Regions from separate parts of the Callithrix jacchus genome. Here region 1 is linked to region 2. A link is a contact called in public Hi-C data. All regions are on one chromosome and are shown on one strand. Each heading gives the region's core, a stretch centred on a gene start, on an enhancer-like site or on the middle of the called end of the contact. The rest is flanking DNA. Distances are from core to core; before and after follow the strand shown.

Region 1 (5,233 bases), core at 597-3,096, 87 kb after region 2:
GGCTGGTGCTTTTGGGAGGTGGTGGCCCCAGGAGGACCCAGATATCCTCTGTCCCCTGGATCCCCTGTAGACCACCAGCTCCCTCCTCCCTCTCACTCCAAACCCTCCTCATTCCTCCCCAGCTATGCCCTGACTTGCCCACCTCCCATGTGTGGCCAGTGGGGCAATGACATGATCCACGTGCCCCCCATCCTCCAAGGAGGGGTTGTGACTCACCCCAAGAGCACACCAGACACTGTCGGGGGTGTGTGTGGCTATGACATGAGACCTGCCTGAAAGGGGCCTAGGGACCTGCTGACTCCCTGCCTCAGCAAAGAGGTTTCCCCAGCTGGGAAAAGAAAGCTCCCACCCTGCCACCCCACACCCAGGTGAGAGGGAGACAGGAGGCTGCATTGCTTCCTGGAAAGCCTGGAAAGATTCTCAGCTGGGAGAGGTAGCTCACACCTGTAATCCTAGCACTTTGGGTGGCCAAGGTGGGCAGATCACGTGAGCTCAGGAGTTTGAGACCAGCCTGGCCAACATAGTGAAACCCCATCTCTACCAAAAATACAAAAACTAGCCAGGCATGGTGGCAGGTGCCTGTGGTACCCGCTACACAGGAGGCTGAGGCAGAATTGCTTGAACCCAGGAGGCAGAGCTGCAGTGAGCTGAGATCACGCCACTGCACTCCAGCCTGGGTGACAGAGCAAGACTGTCTCATTGAAAAAAAAAGAAGAAAGATTCTCCAGCAGCTTGCTGCCAACACGCAGGGCTGATGTCCTAGCTCAAAGGCTTCCTCCATGTTTGCATCCCATCCCTCCACATACCCCACTGCCCCAGACGTAGTACATATAGGCGGCCGCCTCCTTCCTGTTCAGCTTGTACACCTGCTGCAGCTTCCGCAGGTACACCTCTGCCTCCTCCTCCTCGTTGGCGAAACTCCGGACAGTCTTCATGGCGCTGATGGTCTCCTCGGCCGTGTTGCTCGCTCTGGCCAGGGCATTTTGGACCTCTTTGGAGAGCCTCTATGAACAGGAGGGGGACAAGAAAGAGGAGACCCCAAAACAGCCTCACTATCTGCTGGAGCCCCCAGGCTTCTCTGGGTTTTTCCACACGTCTCCGGCACCAGGTCTATGCAAGAGGTTCCTGGGATGAAGAGACAAGATCTTGCTCTCTCTCCCCTATCTCCTTCTGGCTCAATCTGACACACTCAGATAGTCAACTCCAGAAAGGCTCTTGGGGTTTCAGGTCCTGAAGGATGGGGTGTGCTGATCATGAAGTCACCCCCAGTATTCAAAAGAGGTTATTCGTGGCCAGTTTTTGGTAATCCTTTCAGAAAAGGGGCCACAACACCTGACCCAGTGCTGACCTAAGGGCAGGGATGCCCTGGATGGCTGTTCAGGTTGTACACTATACAAGAAACACCAACTATTAAAGGGGCACCCTTAACATAACCAAGCTAAATTATGTGAGAGCCTGAGGGTTGGCACAGAGATTCCAGAGCTCCCAGCCAAGTTCCAGATGGTGGCAGGGGCCATAGGTTGTGAAATCCACCCACATCATGTGCGTTTAACCACAGGCAGAGCTCAGAAGTGGCCCCAAGTGTGCAGCCACTAGGCTGCTGTTCACCAGAGTCCTGGGAGAGGCCCCTGTGTGAGGCTGTTCTTACTTTGCAGGCATCCCCATGCTCTGATTCTCAAGCCAGCCAGGAAGGCTGCCAGAGAGGCCAGGACAGGAGCGTGCACTGGCGTGTCCCATGACCATGTGTCACACCCCAGCCGCAGGAAGCATGCAGGGTGCCCCGGGAGGAGCCACACCTTGCCTGAGTCATGTCTGGCCACGGGCAGTGTGTGTGGCTTGCAGAGCTGACTCGCTGGCTACTCACAACACATTCAGGTATGGGGTGGAAAACCCAAACAGAGCCTTCCTGAGGCCACCCTTAGCTCAAAGGCGGGGCCTGCAGTGCACACAGTGGTGGGGGCTGAGGGGGAGCTCCAGGGTTTCCTGCTCTGTCCCAGGGGCCAGTGGGAAGGCCGGAAGCAAGGGGTGGGGAGCAGAGTGCCGGAAATGGCTCAGACTGCAATGAATAGATTTACTTTCTCATCTCGGTGAGGACAGCGGGGAGGCTCGTGACCTGGAACTTCGGGAAGAGGTCCCTCCTGTGTGGCTGGAGAAGGCTGTGGGGAACGGCCTTACCAAGATGGCTTCCTTTGTTACCCTGGTCTCAGGTCACCGACACCAAAGGCTCCAATGGAGCTGTGACAGTGACTTACCCAGCACCACGTGGAGGCCATCATGCATCCAGCCCCTGCTCAGAAGTACCCCCTGTGGGTACTTCTGTCACAGGGTCACCTGTCACAGGGTCACAGCCCTGCCTGTTTGAACCCAGCCTGTCTGTCCCTTAGGGTTCAGGGGCACCCGCCCATTCGGGACACAGGAGGTGGGTAAGGTCAAACCTGACTCACAGGCCTAGCTCTGAAGCAGAGGCAATGCTAGGGGGTGGCCAGAGGGGACGGGAGCCTGCCCGTGACAGCATCATGGCGGGCCCGTGCTGCCCCCACTTATGCACCAGGCACCTTCCAACCTGGAGCCTCTGCACTGGCTGTGCCTTTCGCCCAGCACGGACCTTCCGAGACACCTGCCTCCTTCAGAGCCTTGCGCAGATATCCCCTTCTCAGCAAGACCTATTTAACTTGTATTTATTCATTCATTTTAGAGACAGGGTCTCACTCTGTCACCCAGGCTGGAGTACAGTGGCGTGATCACAGCCCACTACAGCTTGACCTCCTGGGCTCAGGCGATCCTCCCACCTCAGCCTCCCAGGTAGCTGGGACCACAGGCATGAGCCACCAAACCCATATAATTTTTAAAAGTTTTTTGTGGAGATGGGGGGTCTTGCTAAATTGCACAAGCTTGTCATGAACTCCTGGGCTCACAAGGTCCTCCCGCCTCTGCCTCCCAGAGTTCTGGGATTACAGGCATGAGCCACCAGGCCCAGCCAGCAAGTCCAATTTAAAATTGTAACCACCCCCGATGCTCCCAATCCCTTTCCTCCTCACTTCATGTATCTCCTTAGCCCTGACCATCTTTTATGTATTGTGGATTCTCATTCTTTGTGCTGCTGGTACCTAGTATCTGTCTCTGCCACTAGAAGACAAGTTCCAGGAAGGCAGGAGCCTTGTCTGTTTCACTGATGTATCCCAGTGCCTGGGACATAGCAGGTGCTCAATAATTACTTAATGGATGAGTAAATGAATGAATGAATGAATGCAAACACAGCCTCAAAACCAGTCCTCAGGCTTGTGCGATGGCTCACGCTTGTAACCCCAGCACTTTGGGAGACCAAGACAGGCAGATCACGAGGTCAGGAGATCGAGACCATCCTGGCCAACATGGTGAAAACCCATCTCTACTAAAAATACAAAAATTAGCCTCGTGTGGTGGCACGAGCCTGTTATCTCAACTACTCGGAGGCTGAGGCAGGAGAGTTGCTTGAATCAGGGAACCAGAGGTTGCAGTGAGCCGAGATCGTGCCACTGCATTCCAGCCTGGCGACAGAGCGAGGCTCCATCTCAAAACAACCAACAAAAAACAGTCCTCCGCTAGCCCTTAGTGGCCCTGGGCCCCTCCTAAGGGGACGTTTGGGGGCTGCCAGGACACACAGCCCCCAGCAGGGACGAGGCAGGCCTACCTTGTAGTACTTGCCATAGATGTTGGAGACCATCATGATGATGGGGAAGCCCATGAACGTGACCAAGGAGAGCTGCCACGAGAGGCTGAACATGAAGACAACCACGCCCGTGACCTTGACCGTGTTCCGTAGGAAGATGTTGATGTTCTGAGAGACCAGGTCGCTGACCATGGTGGTGTCCGAGGTCAGGCGGGAGATGAGGTCCCCTGGAACACACGTGGCTCAGCTCCCACTGCAGCAACCCGGGCCTCAGGGGTGGCAGCAGGGGACGCTAAGGGGCCTCTGAGACAGACACTGGGAAGCCGGCCTCCCTACCTGTGGGCGGGGTTGGGGGTGGGAGAGAAGAGCAGATACCCCTCGGGGGCTACTCTGAGCCAGTCCCAGTCACCAGCATCTTGCTAAAGCTCATGACATCCCCAGCGGAGGAGGCTGGGGCTCTCAGAACAGGAAGGGCTCGCTTAGAGTCACACAGCCTGTCCGTGACTGAGCCAGACTTCAAACTCATGTTTCCTCCCTATCATTGGCGGGGGCGGGGTGGGGAGGTAACTCCTTTTCCCTTCTAGAGAAGTAACAATCTGGCTGGTGGCAGGCAGAAAAGCACAGACACTTCTTACCTAAGTTGAAGACTGGGCTAAGAGCTTTGTAAGGACCCCACGGGGTGGCTACTGTCAATGTTCCCATTTCACAGATAAGAAAACAGAGGCTCAGAGAGGTGAAGTTTGTGAGTGGAGGAGCCAGGGCTTGGGCCCAGGCCGATTTGTCTCAGAGCTTGGATCTCAGTGGACACTCTTTCGTCTTTCCTGTTCTGGTCCCTGGCCCCCACCCGCTGACCCCCACGGGAACAGGGTCTCTGCCAGCCACAGGCGTGGGTAGTGCTGCCCCTGGTGGTTTCCATAGGGCAATGGAAAGCAAGGGCTTGGCCCCTGCAGGGAGCTCGGGTGGCCTGGCCAGGGCCTCACAGAGGCCACAGCCCATACCAAAACCTCAGTGAGCAAGCAAGTCCCAGGATACAGGCCAAGCCCGGGGTGTTCCAGCCTGAACTAACAGCAGGAGGAGAAGGCAGAGGGCCGAGACCACCCACACGCCCATTTCATTCCTCAGAGCCAGGCAAGACCGCCGGGGCGGGGCCTGCCCCCAGGACACCTAGGGCACTGGGAGGACCAACCTGTGCGATTCTCATCAAAGAAGCTTGTCTCCTGGGACACCAGTGAGCGGAACAGACAGTTTCGAAGGCGAATGTTCAGTCTGGCAAATATGAGGGTAAAAATGCCGCCCCGAATACCTGCGGCAAATGAGCTAATTGCAGATAAGAGATGTTATAGCACGACGTCCTTCCAGGCCAGCGACCACACCCGGCTGCCCCTCCCACTGCTGGCAGGCGTGGGAGCCCCACCGAAGCCCCGCTCCAGGGCTGGCACCCCTCTGGGGTCCCCCTCATTCCCAGAAGGAGCCCCCCACAAGGTGAGGGCAAAGGGGACAGTGGTGGGGCAAGAGACCCAAATGTGCCAGCCAGACCCTTCTCCTTTCCAGAACAGCTCAGACAAAGCTGGTACTGTTTTGGGA
Region 2 (5,496 bases), core at 926-3,425:
GCTGCTTTCTGTCAATGGGACCAGTTTTTGGTTCAGCAGTGTGCTGGGAATAGAGGGGGTGTGGGGTGGCTCCAGCTGTCCATGGGGTCAGAGACCCTGGCCCTCACTGGCCCTCACCCCTCAGGGAGGCGGCTGACAAGGTGGTACTTCACACTGGCAAGTATGAGGAGCTCATCGTCTGCTCCCATGAGATCGCGGCCAGCACGGCCCAACTGGTGGCAGCCTCCAAGGTGAGCCTGTGCACCAACAGTGACACACTGGGCTCTGGGCTCGGCTTGGCCTGGGGCTCCTTAACTGCACGCTCAGGGCTGCTGCTGCCCTGAGCTGGGAGACCTGGGCCCAACCTGTCCCCTCACCCCTCAGGTGAAGGCTGACAAGAACAGTCCCCACCTGAGCCGCCTGCAGGAATGCTCCCGCATGGTCAACGAGAGGGCTGCCAACGTGGTGGCCTCCACCAAGTCAGGCCAGGAGCAGATTGAGGACAGAGGTGAGTGTCAGGAGCCGAGGGGAGCAGCTCAGTTCCTGAGGCTGGATGCCCAGATGTTCACCTACTTGCCCTCTGGCCACAGACACCATGGACTTCTCTGGCCTGTCCCTCATCAAGCTGAAGAAGCAGGAGATGGAGACCCAGGTAGGTCCCCACAGCTGTCCCACGACCTGTGAGTTCATCCCTTGGGTGAAGCCTGGACCGGGAGAGGGCTCCGTGGGGAGGCTGCACTGGGCTGGGCTGAGCAGGCCATGTGGCTACAGGTGCGCGTCCTGGAGCTGGAGAAGACGCTGGACGCTGAACGCATGCGGCTGGGGGAGCTACGGAAGCAACACTACGTGCTGGCTGGGGCAGCGGGCAGCCCTGGAGAGGAGGCGGCCAGCCGGCCCAGCACTGCCCCCCGAAGTGTAGCCACCAAGAAACCGCCCCTGGCCCAGAAGCCCAGCGTGGCCCCCAGACAGGACCACCAGGTGCTGTGAGCACTGGGGTTGGGGCAGTTCCTGGAGGGGAGTGTCATCCCTGGCCCCAAAGGGGCACATGGTGCACATCCCTGGAGAAGTCAGGAACCACTGATAAGCCCTAGTGACACGGCATGCAGGGAGGGGCTTGCTCAAGGGAGAGGTGGGGCCCCGGGAGCCTGGCCATCACCACTGAGCCCGTCACCTCTGACTCCTGCAGCTTGACAAAAAGGATGGTATCTACTCAGCTCAACTCATGAACTACTAGGCCCCTCAGGGGTTCAGCAGGGTGGCTGGTAGATAGGCCTGGGCCTCTGCAGCTGCCCTGACAGAACCGAGGGGCCTTGCCCTCCACCCGGGGCCCAAGCCTCCCACCCCACTGCCCAGATCAGCGTCCTCAAGGCCCCTGGCCCTTACTGAGCTTGCAGGGGCCTGAGCCATGTGGTGGTGCTTCTGGACCTCTCTATCATCTGCAGAAGGAACTCTGGGGTACAACCAGGACCCAGTGGGCCTGAGCCTCAACTCTTCAGGAAATATAGAGAGCGTTTTTAATATTCTGAGCTAGAGCTCTTTTTCCTACGTTTCTAGTCAGCACACTGGGAAACGGGGCCAGCGCGGGGCTCCCTGCCTTCTGGACTAAGAGCCTGAGGTCGTGGATGGACGGAAGGTGCACAGCCCGTGCTGGCTGACAGGACTGGGGCCCACCATCCTGCCTGTGGCCTTCTTGGGCACTGATTCCACCAGGCCCTCCAGCTGCAAGGCCTCCGCAGACCAGGCTCTGGGTGGGCTGGAGGAATGTCACCCATTACTCCCCAGGCCTGGCCCTCACACCTCTGTGGTGGGAGCCCCCAAGAGGTGGTCAGATGCTGGAAGTGGCCGCTTTCTGGGGAGCGAGGTGAGACAGTGGCCCAGCCCTGCCTTAGCTCCTGGAGTTCCATTTCCTGCTGGAATTTGCAGCCACCCCCATTTCCTGTTTTCCATTCCCCCGTTCTGGCTGTGCCCCACTGCCCACCTGGGGGGGGTGGTTTCCAGCCCTTCAGAGTGGGACCTTGGCCCTAGGTCCTCCAGCTCAGCCAGAAACCCAGCTGCTGGACCAGGGCCCTCAGGGAGGGGACCCAGCAGCTAGAGTGAGCTTTGCCTGCCCACTGGATTTGAACAAATGTGTGTCCCTTGAGCCCGAGGGGAGTGGCAGGAGGGGTGGGACCAAGCTGGGAGGACAGACCAGCAGCTGCCATACCCTCCTGCCCCCCAGCCCTTTAGCCGTTCGCCCTGTGCTCTGGAAAGGCTACCAAATACTGGCCAAGGTCAGGAGGAACAAAAATGAGCCAGAAGGACCCGGCCCTTGGCTTTGTGTTAGCCTTTCCTCCTGTTGGAAGTGTTCTGTTGGCAATAAAATGCACTTGGACTGTGTCACTGATGCCCCAGAGGGAGGGGCTGTGCCTGGCTCTTCAGTCCTCCGGGGACATGTGTCTCCTTGTCAGGCCCTGGTCAGGTGCTGGACTGGGGACTCCATTGTGTCTGCATTTAATCCTAGAGCACTCGGGACTGCAGAAAGACTCAGCATGGCTGTCACTGGCTGTGCGTGGCAGCCTTCCATCTCTGGGAGATTTATGGCCTGGAGGCCCTCCTTTTTACACAGGAGGTCAAGAGCTAGCTGCCTCCACAGAGGCCACCTCCACTCCCAGCCTCGATGCCCACAGCCTCCCTGGGGCTCCCAGCAGTTGCTGACCCCCTCCGCGTGTCTGAGACCATGCCTTAGTTGACAGTTCTTAAGTTAAGGTGGGGACCCTGACTCCCAGCTGGCCGGGACTTGAGCCATGACCACACATAGCCTTTCCACTTACCAGAAAACTGTAAGGGCGTTTAGTCCTTGGGTGTGCGGCAGCCTCACTCAATCACCCACTTTCTGCAGGAGCACATGCCAGAGGGAAGGCTGAGGTGGGTGGGCTCACCCTGTCCTACCTCCTGCCAAGATAACTGGCATTTATGGAGAAACAGGCCAGGGAAGGTCGGCGGGGGAGAAAAGGCCCCTTGGCTGGCTCCTGTATGGCCTCAGACGAGCCTCCCACCTGTGCCCAGATCTCCTGGAGGATGAAGTGGGGCCTTTTGGCTGGGGCTGTGTAGCCAGGGGTGGTGTGCCAGGTGGCTAGGACCATATGTGTGAAAGGGCTTTGCAAACTGACCATAAGGGCCGAGACGGACCCTGTTCCTTGGTCTTGTTTACATAGTGAGATGGCTTCAGAAAACAAAAAGAACTGATTCTCCCCCAGATACAGACCAGTGAAAGTCCACAGGCACTGATGACACTTGACTATCATTCTTGAGTCCTCAATGACCAAACTTTTTTTTTGGAGACAGTCTTGCTTTGTTGCCCAGCTGGGAGTGCAGTGGCGCTGACTCACTGCAACCTCTTCCCAGGTTCAAGCGATTCTCCCTCAGCCTCCCAAATAGCTGGGCTTACAGGCGTGTGCCACTACCCCTGGCTAATTTTTTGTTGTTTTTTGTTTTGTATTTTTAGTAGAAATACGGTTTTGCCATGTTGGCCAGGCTGGTCTTGAACTCCTGACCTCAAGTGATCCACCAAGTGTTGGGATTACAGGTCACTGTGCCCAGCTGAATCCTTTAACTGGAGAGACCGCCTCACACATGCCGGGCTAGAAAGCAGGAGCCTGGGGTCTGGTCTTGCTCTCCTGCCCTCTTGGACCCGCCACTGCCCCTGGTCATCCTTGTGAACAGGCCACACAGCTGGAGGAAAGGCTCCCACAAGCAAGGTTCATGAGCCACAAAACTCTGAAGTCCAGCATCCTCACTCAACTGGACAACAGATTTGGCTGTAAGCTTCCTGGCAGCCACCAGGAAAAGAGAAACTATCACTTTAAGGTAAACAGGTTTCTCAGGGAATGCTTCCCTCTTCCTCACAGGAAAATCATACGAATTTCTGCTGTACATCCCCATCGTCCCCATAGACAATGATATGCCAGGAATGGCAGCTTTGAGAGACAGCAACGGGAGGTTGCACTCATCTCAGTTCCTGAAGTCCCTCACAGGGGCATCATGACCCAGATACACAGCTCAGCTACGGTGGTGAAGACGCAGGCACACACAGACGCAGGCATGCAGCTTGGCCAGGGTGGCAGGCACATGGGCGTGAGCACACAGCGACACAGGCACACAGCCGGGGCGGTGGGCACAGAGGGACACAGACATGCAGCTCAGCAGGGGGTACTCAGGGACGCAGGCACCTCGGCCAGGGCGGCGGGCACATAGCCCAGCTGGGGCCGGGAGCACATGGTGGACACAGACACAGGCACACAGTTCAGCCGGGACGGAGAGCACAGGGTACAGTTGTGTAGCTCTCCAAGGAGGCCGGGCTGGCAGGATCCCCACCTCTCAGCCTAGAGAAGGCAGCAGCACCCACTGGGCTTTGGAGTGGGCAGAGGCAACTGCCTTCTTAAAACACCTGCTGGCAGGCCCCCAAAGCAAAATGTCAGAGCTGCTGGTTTCCTCACTAAAACCCACCACAGAACACCCTAATGAGCTCACACCATTCACACAGCACATCGTGGCAACCTCAAGGACAAAGTGCAGGCACAGCCTGAGCCCTGAGGTCACCTTCAGTCCCCTGCTTGGACAGTGGCTGTGATCCTGAAGACATGCTCTCTTACGCACAGGACATGCTTTCTGTCCATCACTGATGTTTGAGACTCTGGTGACAAACCAAGAGGGTAAGAGGCCCCAGCTTTGAGCCAGGGATCCCAGACAGGCAGACATTTTGTTCTCAGCTTCACACACAGACATCCCAGCCAGCTTCCCTGCTGAAAGTCTGATCACTGATGCTTCAGAACCACACATCAGGAACATCCACATCCCCAATAAATGACAGGCCTGTTATTAATAATTCTCTATTTATTAAAAAGGGTCCTACAGCTTTACAGCCACAGCACCGGACACGGCCCTGAACAGCGACGGCAAGCCCAGCCAGGGGCCCCTTCGCAACGCATTTGGCTGCGACCGTGGCTGGGCTGTGGCATCCCTGACAGCGGCTGGTGGCGGAGGTATGGGGGCGGGTGGCACCGCTCACTGGAGATTCACAGAACATGGCAAGCCTGCCTGACTGGCGTGGCAGTGAATCATCCTGTACAACTTCATTTCCTTTAAGAAAACGGTTACAGTAGAGTTCAAGTCCGAGAGCAGGAATGTACAGTCATTGAGGACAAAAGGCAGTGGCCTGGCCCGTGGCCCACTGGGACAGACCCCGCTTCAGTTCTGCCTTGTCACCCTGGTGGCTAGACACAGGTCAGGACCCTAGATGCCTGACAAGTGACAGGGGAGGGGCAACCCAGAAGGTCCACGGGTAAGCACCTGGGCCTTTTCTGTCAACAGATGCCGCTGCCCCCTGCTGGGCTCTAGGCCTTCAGCACACGTGGCACGTAAAGATGAGGTTCCACGGGGGTGGAGAGAAGAGCAGGTTCAGGTGGTTGGAGCACAGCCCCGCCCCTCAATCCCACTGGTGGGCTTTCTCCAAATCCCTACCACCACCCGCCCTGAGGC

The links. A called contact is a pair of places that touch in the nucleus more often than the background predicts.
Region 1: a Hi-C map of skeletal muscle shows a contact between it and region 2, with 5 times the contacts expected there. The contact joins two enhancer-like sites. A contact is called at or near these places in 3 of 3 Hi-C or Micro-C datasets (induced pluripotent stem cells and skeletal muscle).

Annotation. Positions count from the first base shown.
Region 1 is chr9:126,127,680-126,132,912 of calJac240_pri, forward strand. It overlaps ABCB9 (ATP binding cassette subfamily B member 9), which reads right to left. Exons shown (of 12, transcript XM_035258042.3): 4 at 4,836-4,966; 5 at 3,671-3,876; 6 at 807-1,004. Among named protein-coding and RNA genes, the nearest start is that of ABCB9, 23 kb to the right of the region's middle. Within about 2 kb of position 1,847, at least 7 of the 16 cell types and tissues checked have an H3K27ac peak or open chromatin away from gene starts, as enhancers often do. A contact at or near this core is called in skeletal muscle, where this site is marked.
Region 2 is chr9:126,039,991-126,045,486 of calJac240_pri, forward strand. It overlaps HIP1R (huntingtin interacting protein 1 related), which reads left to right. Exons shown (of 33, transcript XM_078337570.1): 29 at 125-230; 30 at 364-487; 31 at 570-631; 32 at 751-957; 33 at 1,534-2,355. The coding sequence ends at 1,593. It overlaps VPS37B (VPS37B subunit of ESCRT-I), which reads right to left. Exons shown (of 4, transcript XM_035258001.3): 4 at 4,834-5,496. Among named protein-coding and RNA genes, the nearest start is that of HIP1R, 28 kb to the left of the region's middle. Within about 2 kb of position 2,176, at least 8 of the 16 cell types and tissues checked have an H3K27ac peak or open chromatin away from gene starts, as enhancers often do. A contact at or near this core is called in skeletal muscle, where this site is marked.